2 separate regions of the Canis lupus genome follow, and region 2 is linked to region 1. The links are chromatin contacts, called in public Hi-C maps. All regions are on one chromosome and are shown on one strand. Each heading gives the region's core, a stretch centred on a gene start, on an enhancer-like site or on the middle of the called end of the contact. The rest is flanking DNA. Distances are from core to core; before and after follow the strand shown. Region 1 has its middle 71 kb from the start of SLC25A24. Region 2 holds the start of VAV3 (guanine nucleotide exchange factor VAV3).

Region 1 (4,621 bases), core at 725-3,224:
TTTATTATTATTATATAATATATAATATATAACATATATTATATAATATATAATATCCATTATATTATTATTATAATTCCATATTATTATTCCATTCTCCCTCTGCCTGTGTCTCTCTCTCTCTCTCTGTGTGTGTCTCTCATGAGTAAATAAATAAAATCTTTTTAAAAATCTCAGCTTTGAGGCAAACATCTGGTCAAGGTATGGACATTTGAATTCAGAGATCAAATCCTTCAAAATGATAATGGTGGTAGGGAACAGAGGTTGAATTAGCACTGTGGCAATCAGTAAACCCTTTTGTTGGAAAATTGGCTCAGGGAAAAGATACTGTGCCTATCTGGGATTTGAATTTTGGTTTTTTTAAACACAGATACAAAGATTAGAAAAAGGTGACCAACTTTTTGTAAATTTGAAAACCAGATGAAACATACTATTCCTAGGGGGGAAAAAGTCCCCACCAACAATAACTGAATAGAAAATCTGAATATTTCTACAGCCATTATGTAAATTTAATTAATATTTAAAAACATTCCCCAAAAGAAAAGTAGACCCTGGGAGCTTCACAGGCAAATTCTACCAAATATTCAAGTAAAAAATAACTCTAATCTTACATAAACTCTTCCACAAAACATGAAAAGAAGAAATGTTACCCAATTCATATTCTGAAGCTGCCAAAATTCCATACCCAGAGTGAAAGTTTGGCTTAAAAATAAACATCAAGCAATCTAAATGATCATTTCAATAGATATAAGAAAAGCAATCAATAAAATTCAATACCCACTCATGATTTTAAAAAGAAAACCTTAAGAAATTAGAAATAGAAAGTCTCCAACTTATCAAAGGATATCTAAAAATAACTGATAGCAAAGCATACTTAAATGTAGTGCTTTCAGCATTTCACTATCTGGTACAAGACATGGATGCCTATTCAATACTGCTTCTACTTAACATTTTACTGAGATCTTAGCCTGTATAGTAAGACAAGAAAAGATACCAAAAACGGTCTTAAAAGGAATAAATATGTCAGTGTTTGCGTCTCCTATGATTGTCTACATAGAAGTCCAAAACAGCTGCAAATTATTAGTAATAGAGCTTAACAGTTCCTGCTTACAAACCCATAGAAAAATGCCAATGGTCTGCAACTTCATCAATCAGTCAAGAAGTCATAAGTTCTTAAGATACTTTTTTTTTTTAAATGCATTTGGCTAGGGAAAGAAACTAACAAAAGATGTAAAACATTTTACTGAAAAAAATATAAAACTTTATTGCAAGACTGTGAGAGACCTAAGTGAAAGAAGAGATATGCAATTTTCTTGGATAGAAAGATTTAATATAATGAAGTTAATTCTCACCAAAATGATCTTTAGATTCACTTACATACTTCTCAGAGTCCCAAAATATTGTTCCGAAAAACTAAAAAAGGAAAGTTAACACAAATGTCAGGGTAGTTTCCTTTGGGTGGGGCTGAGATGAGAATTAAATTAGGAAGGGGTTCACAGGAGGTTTCTGAGCTCTTAGTTTCTGTTCCTTAAACTAAGACAACAGCTATGCACGTCTTTGTTTTATTATTTTTCATTAAACTTTACATTTGTGTTTTATACACTTTTGAGTGTACATTTCAAAATTAAGATTTTAAAAAATAATATTAGTAAATAATTTGCCCAAATTGTCTACCAGCCTATGGTTCCCTAAAAAATTCCTGGTAATACTAACCCATTAGACTTAGCAAGTACCAAGAGGGTCGACACTTCTTGTTCTTCATCATATTTTCCATTGTCTAGTAAAGTACCTGGGATGGCAAAATAGCTCCATAAATATTTTTTTAATGAGCGAATAAACAAAGCCTCATTAATCCTCTATACTGGCATGCATCCATGCCAAAGCCAATTATTCTCATCCTTAGAACTATGCTTCATATTCATGTATCTCTAAGCCCTGCTGCTGTTCCTATTATTTCCTGCCCACTGTCTACTGGATTTCCTCTCTGCTGAAATGCTTGATTCACTTCCTCATATATGTTTAATGAAGTTGTCAGCAAAGCACTTTCTCATCAGACAGCCTGGCTTACATTTTATTTAAGGTCTTATTAGCATGCCTAATTCTACTTCCAGAAAACACAGTTAATTAAACTACCAAATCTGTGAGTGTGGCCTGGCATCACTCTTGGCATTCAGTAGCATTTACACACCAAGGGAAATTGAGGAACCCAACCCCTCTGCTGGGACTTGAGTAGCATGGCAAGAACTGGGGCTTGTCCAGGAAGAAGGAACTGAGGCAGTAGTTGGACCACTCACAAGCTTGGGCTCAGATACCAGCAGCAGCAGTGACAGGAGCCCGTCCATTGTAGCCCCTGGCAACAAATACCTGAGGCTCAAGGCTCTGGGTTCAGTACCCACGAAAAGCTACCATTGCACAGTATTTCTCCCTAGGAGTTTAGCACATTTTTAAAAGGAGACTTATGGTACCCTCCATACTTCCCATGGGCTCATGTTCATAAGGGTTTTGGGATGATGACCATGGCAGAGTAATCTCAAGCAAGTTTGGGGGATTTCTGGGCCTTTTGGGGATAAACTGGGGGTCTGGGGCAGATGAGGCAAGTTGACACACATCCAGATTAGCCCACTCTCAGGTAGCCCTGGAGACCTGACTCTATCAGAGGTTCCTCCTCCTACCATTCCTCCCCAAGCTTCCCTCCAGGGTCCAAGGCTACATATATAAATTGAGTTCCTGCAAGGCCCAAAACTCCCCAAAAAAGATATGCAGATTAAACTCTAAATGTGGTTCTGGGCTTTTTAGATATAGAAACATAACAAATTCAGAATAGGAAAGTAAACTTCATAGAACTCTAGTCCTCGGGTCTCAGTTGCTTCCCGAGGTGGTTTATGCCGGAATCATGAAGTTGAGGCCCCTTCTTGCCTCCAATAACATGTCTTCCAAATAGCACCAGCAGTTTATGATCCTGGTGATGGAATTCAGGCATCTTTGTCTGGCACCTTTGTCTGGCATGTGTAGTTTTGAGTATGGTCACGCAACCCCTCTTAGATCACACAGATCACATGGCCCTCCTTATAGGCTTGTTGAGAGGTTAAGGTTATGACATATATGAGATGAGTTGCATGGAGTAGATACCCAATAAGCCGAAGCTACCTGTATTAATATTATCATTATTATTCCATTATCCTCTCACCTTGCCTTCTGGCCTTGCAGAGATCATCTCTTCCTTCCTTCCCATAAGTGCTCAATGAGACTTAAGCATTGACTTGACTCTCAAGTCAGAATATTCTGGGTTCCAATTATGACTCTGCTAATTAATAGGACTATGTCCTTAAGCAAGTCACTTACCTTCTTGAAATCCACAGGAATAATATTAGCACCAACCTCCAAAAATCCTCATCAGTTAATTCATGGAATCAGTTTGTTTAGTTCTCTGTAAACAATAATCAGTATTATTATCTCCTCAATCCCTCAGCTCAAATTCCTAGTATCCCAATGCAGATAATTTATACTAAGAAACAAATTATGAACAGATTTAGGCCGAAGAGTAGATTATTTGTTAACCAAGAAAAAACTCTTGTTAGTGGGAACACCAGAAAGACACTTTTGAACCGGAGGCTCTCCTGGCCTCCTAGGTCCCTCTCTCCATACCCATGTGCTTGAGAGCACAGCCTCAGAACTGCTCCTGATGTCCAAGAGGAGCCTGGTGCCTGCTCTGAATGCTTGGAGACCAAAAAAGACTATTCCTGTTCATATTCTTAGATGAGTACAACAAGGGTTATTAAGCAATTATTTCCTTGATATGATACTCTCTTCACTTTTTTTTTTTTTTTTTTTTTTTTGGCATTTGTTCCCTCTTTTCTTACTTTGGCAATTTAACATCTCTAATTAAAGATAATTCTGTAACCCAGAACCACTCTGAGTGTATCTTGCACATCTACCCTGGGGACACATAGGGTATTGCCAAGGCTCACTTTGCACAGTGCCCCTGAGCCTTGTGGGAACGGGATGTTGTGAGGGGTAAAAGGGGGTGTCTTTGACACTGTTTAAGGGCAGGCAGATCTGACTGAGCAGGAACGACTCTTATTGCACTTTTCTTTCACAGTAAAATTCCTTAACTTTTGTAATAAACTAATTGAGGGATCATCTGTTTATGGACTACACACAAACACACACACACGATATTGCCTCTATGGATTTAGTCGCCACAACAGGTCCAGCACCTAGCACCATACTGCCCTCCAAGTATGTATTTAATAAAAATATATTGAGTAAATGAGCAAATTTAAAGTTTCCAATGGAAGGATATTCTTTATGTCACTCTTTTCTTTGTATAAATTCCATTGTTGGGTTAAGACTTTAGGGGCCAATAATTCAGAACTATTGAAGAGACGGAAAAAAATAATCAGACAGCGTTATTACTTACATAACTGGATTGAGGCATGTGGACTAGATGTGTAACTATGGTGACTTACCAGCACCCACCCCTCATCCCCAGCTGAGCCAACAGAGGCCTTCCTGATTGGCTCAAGGCTACTGGTATATAGCAGAACCCTGATCAAAATAAGCCTGTTCGATAGACAAGTGGTTCCCAAAGAGACTAAAAAGTGGAGGGTGGCTGGCTGAG
Region 2 (4,621 bases), core at 1,512-4,011, 150 kb before region 1:
TAGTAAGTGTCATTTAAGGATTTAATGACAATCTATAATACAAACTCCTCTATCCAGCAGCTGTTCGGCTGCCTTCCCTCTCTGCAATGTGGTCCAGGACCAAGAAGGAAGCAGAGACAGACATCACCATATCCAACTACTAGCCTTCAGGGGTTCACTTTTGAGAGGAGCCCTCCCTCACAGGACATTACAGAGAAAATTGCAATGAATTTGAAACTAGAAAGCTCAGGACTGGACAGATTAATTCAAACGCAAAATAGCCTAAGGAAAGTCATTCAGCTGTTTACCTCTTTATAATCTGATGGCTTCTCTGATAGCACAGTATAATAATTCCTTTAGGGCTAGGATCCTGATGTGTTCATTGTGGGACCCCCAGTAGGGAATAGGATTCTTAGAGCACATATGTGCTCAATTTCCATTAATGATGCTTATAATGATGCTCCTCAGTGATCAAAAAGATTAAGTTACATTGACTATCTTCTACAAAGGGCAAAAACCCGTTTGAAAAGATTTTCATCCATTGTTAACATCCAAACAAAGGTTAGAAGATTAAAAGCGAGAGATCCTCAGCTGTCCAGAGAAATTGATTATTGAGAACAACTTATTGAACAAGCTTTGAGGGTTCCAGGAAACTGAAGTTTCAGGAAGAGCACACAATACTGTATTCCCTGCTGCTGGACCAAGGCATCCTGACCCGCACTGTCTCCTGAGACCATAGGCCAGGTGGAAAATGGTGATCTGTAAAAACTGGACAACCAACTGCAGCTCCCTATAGAACGTTGCTCAGAATAGCAACTTCTAGGTCAGTGGAAAGGTCTGTTAGACTGCTTCACGGGATATCCAGAATCGAGACAACTCTGAAGGGGTCCACAGATTTAGCAATCATCACCCGGGATTATGGGAAAGTCTGAAATAATTTATAGCCCTTCTAAATTCATGTGGTTCTCACCACTTACAAGCCTGCTCGGTCTTGGGGACTGCTAACCAGCTGACTGAAGGCAGACAGGACAAGCAAGGGACGCAGAACGTGGGGTGCACAGGGATTCTGGTGAAATGCTGACATCAAGAAGAGAAGATGAATGTGCGTGCTCCAACTTTAAATGCATCATTATTAAACTCTATGAAGTCAGTTCCATTGTAAAAGGCAGTGCTCTAGTTGCCGGTAGCTGAGGCCCTATCACTCAGGATTAGTGATAACTAACGTGTGTCTTGGAGGGGCTCCTCCCCCCTCTTAAATTGAGGACGGTTTTCTATAGGACAGAGAGAAAACAAAGGTGCTGAATGGGGTTTAGGATCTTTCTGCACGGAACCTTTCTGACAGAAGCACGAAAGTACTGCGCCTCGGAGCTGGGACTTTGGAGTTGCCTCCAGATGCGCACGGCCCCCAGAGTCCGAGTTGGTTCGGTCTGTGAAACCCCTGGAGGAGGCCCCTGGGCGCTAGGCTGCACCGGGCCACCTGGGCGAGCACCGGGTGAAGGAAGCACAATCTCTAGCGAAACTTCTCGTTTCCCGTCGCCGCTGGGGAGGCCGGGCGCGCCACAAACAGCGGCTGCCAGCTGGCCGCCGGCTCCGCGGGCTTCCCGGGACCGCCCGCCGCCCCCAGGGCCGCCGCCGCACGCGTAACGGTCCCGGAACGCCCTGCGCTTCCTACGCTCGCCCTCGGGTCGTGGTTCCTCTTTCAAGAAGACACGGGGACGGGCCGCAAAGCAAAGAGCAGACTAAACGCAGTCACCCCCATCGTCTCAGTGTCTCCCTCAGCAGCGGTGACAGAAAGGCCGGAGCAAACTCCTTTTGTTGCGCGACTCCCGAGCGCACCGAGGAGGGGACGGGCACCCGGCGAGGGTCGCCGCCGCCGCCGTCCGGGAGGCCCGCAGGAGGGGCCCCGCGCCGCCCGCACCCACCCGGCGTCGGCCAGGGCCCCGCGCCGCAGCCCGTCGGGCCGAGGTCCCCGGCGAAGGCGGCCCCGGCCCCGCACCCAGATGTGTGCATTTACACAAAGAAATTAGCCGGCTGGGGGGGGCTGCCGGCGGGGGGGCCCGGCTGGTGGGGGGGGCCCGGCTCGGGGGCGGGGGGGCTGCCGGCGGGGGAGGTCCCGGCTGGGGGGGCTGCAGGCTGGGGGGTCCCGGCTGGGGGGGTCCCGGCTCGGGGGCGGGGGGGCTGCCGGCGGGGAGGTCCCGGCTGGGGGGGCTGCCGGCTGGGGGATCCCGGCTGGGGGGTGGTCCCGGCGCGGGGCGGGGGGGCTGCCGGCGGGGAGGTCCCGGCTGCGGGGTGCTGCCGGCTGGGGGGTCCCGGCTGGGGGGGTCCCGGAGCGGGGGCGGGGGGGCTGCCGGCGGGGAGGTCCCGGCTGGGGGGGCTGCCGGCTGGGGGATCCCGGCTGGGGGGGGGTCCCGGCGCGGGGCGGGGGGGCTGCCGGCGGGGGAGGTCCCGGCTGCGGGGTGCTGCCGGCTGGGGGGTCTGGCTGGGGGGCGGCTGCCTGCGGGGGGCGGGCGCGGGCCTCCCTACCTGGGACATCTGCGGCCTCAGGTTGATCTCCTTCAGGTTGATGGCGTGCGCCCGCAGGTTGTTGAGGAGCTGGCACAGCAGGACCCCGTCGCGGAGGGTCTGCGCCAGGTCGAACACCTGCGCCGAGTCCCAGGTCACGCGGTGGTTGGCGGGCAGCACCTTGCAGTGGATGAGCCACTGCGCGCACTGCTTCCACGGCTCCATGCCCGACGGCTCCGGGACGCGGCCCGGCCGGGGCAGGCGGCGACGCTGCGGCCGCGCTTCCTCCGCGCCCCGCCGACGCCGGCGGCCGGCCCCCGCCCGGAGGGGGGCGCGGGGGCGCGGGGGCGGCCGGCTCGGGGGCTGCGCGCGGGGCTCGGCTCGGGTCCCCGCCCGGCTGCTCCGCCGCCCGGCCGCCGCTGCAGCGAGTCCCGCGCGCTCTCCGTGCGCCCCGGCCGGCTCGGCGGCGGCGGCGGCGGCGGCGCACAGGCTTCCGACTCGCGAGCCCGGCGCCCGGCGACTGAGCATGCCCAGCGCGCCGGCCGGCCCGCCGCCGGCCGCCAGTCCCCGGGGGCGCCTGGGGTCGGGGCGGGGGGGAGGGGGGACCCGGTGCCCCCGCCCACCTCGAGCCCGCAGGTTGGAGGAGCGCCCCCGTGCACACGCGCGGAGACACACACGGACGCACGCGCACACACAGGCGGGCACACGCGCGGAGACACGCACACACGCGCGCGGGCACACACACGCGCACACACGCGCGCGCCCGGAGGTCTTCCGTCGGGACGGCCGCCGGGTTGGGGAGCGGGGAGGGGGGCTGAGCACCGCAACCCTGCGGACTTCGCGCCGGACCCCCGCCTCGAGGGCGACGGCCGTTCTATTAAAGGGTCCGAGGGCAGCGAAAGACGGTCGGGGCCCCAGGACTCCCCAGGAAGTGATACAAGGGCCCAGGGCACCTCGAGGACGCAGCGCTTGAAGTTCCACGGATCGGCGCCCCCACCCCTACCCGGCCTGGCCTCTAAACCCTCTTCCTGCGGAGAAGTCCCCGGTCTCCGAGTTAGTTGCTGGGAAGGGTGTTTGGACACCGGGAAAGTGTGCGGAGACGCCTGCGCCCCACCCCGCGCCCCGCCGCGCCCCCGCGCCCCGCGCCCGCTCTGCCCCCGGCCCCGCGGGCGGCGGCAGACAGCGGCCCGCGGGGCGCCCGGAGCGCAGGCAGCCGACCGCGCATGCGCCGAGGCCGGCCGGCCGAGCGCGGTGCGGGGCCCCGGGACCCCGGAGCTGACCCGGAGGCGCAGGCACGTCCCCTCCGTCCTTGGGCTCCGGGGTGCCCCGTTTTACTCCCACTGCCCCTCAAAACCAGAAACCATGTTTAAGCTGTTGATGGCAAGAGCCTAGCACGTTGAACTCGCCCTGTTCTGTACATGTGATCGTGGCTCTCCCTTTCCAGATGTAGTATTTTAAATCTTGAAAATAAAGACAAAAAATGAAATGGGATTTTAGATTTTTCTTAGTGTAGGGCACTTCGGTAGCTCAAATTTTCTATTATGAACCCATCTGATTTCATTCGAAGGTGAAAAAAAATTTTAAGTATATCTGATCTGTTAAGGACAGGGATTGTGTCCTTTTCCATTAGCCTGTGAAAATCGTAGCACCCTGTGTAACGGGTGTTAAACAATAAATCAGCTGGAGGATTTCCTTTCCTCACATGCATCCTTCCCCAGCAATTTCCCCTTGTGTTCAATCCAGATTACATCAATGGCACCATGTTTCCTAAACTACAATTTTGGCAAATAAATCATACTAAACTACGTATTTTTAGAAACGAAATAAAACACATCTAAATCACCATGTAATACATGATCCTGCATAAAGAGAAATTGGAAAAGAAGTTGCATTTAAAAAAGCCCTAGAAGCATAAATTCCATTTATGTAACATTAGATCACCCTTGGTATTTGAAGGACATGTCCAAAACCCAGATAACATACACTATATCAAGAGGCAGAGCTGGACTTAGAGCTTGAGTGTGGCTAGGTTCTACTAAAATGACCTTAAGAAAATTACCTCTAGAAAATGCCTCTAACCCTTCATTTCCATATATGAAAAATGGGAAAAATAATCCCTCATAGATAGTGTTGTCAGGAT

Evidence for each region. Hi-C and Micro-C count contacts between places; a contact is called where the count stands out from the background.
Region 2: a contact with region 1 is called in a Hi-C map of blood, with 1.8 times the contacts expected there. The contact joins the promoter of VAV3 here to the enhancer-like site in region 1. A contact is called at or near these places in 3 of 9 Hi-C or Micro-C datasets (amygdala and blood).

The regions. Positions count from the first base shown.
Region 1 is chr6:43,905,759-43,910,379 of UU_Cfam_GSD_1.0, reverse strand. No RefSeq gene overlaps it. Among named protein-coding and RNA genes, the nearest start is that of SLC25A24, 71 kb to the right of the region's middle. Within about 2 kb of position 1,974, at least 2 of the 20 cell types and tissues checked have an H3K27ac peak or open chromatin away from gene starts, as enhancers often do. A contact at or near this core is called in blood, where this site is marked.
Region 2 is chr6:44,057,318-44,061,938 of UU_Cfam_GSD_1.0, reverse strand. It overlaps VAV3 (guanine nucleotide exchange factor VAV3), which reads right to left and starts at 2,761. Exons shown (of 27, transcript XM_038541166.1): 1 at 2,503-2,761. The coding sequence starts at 2,706.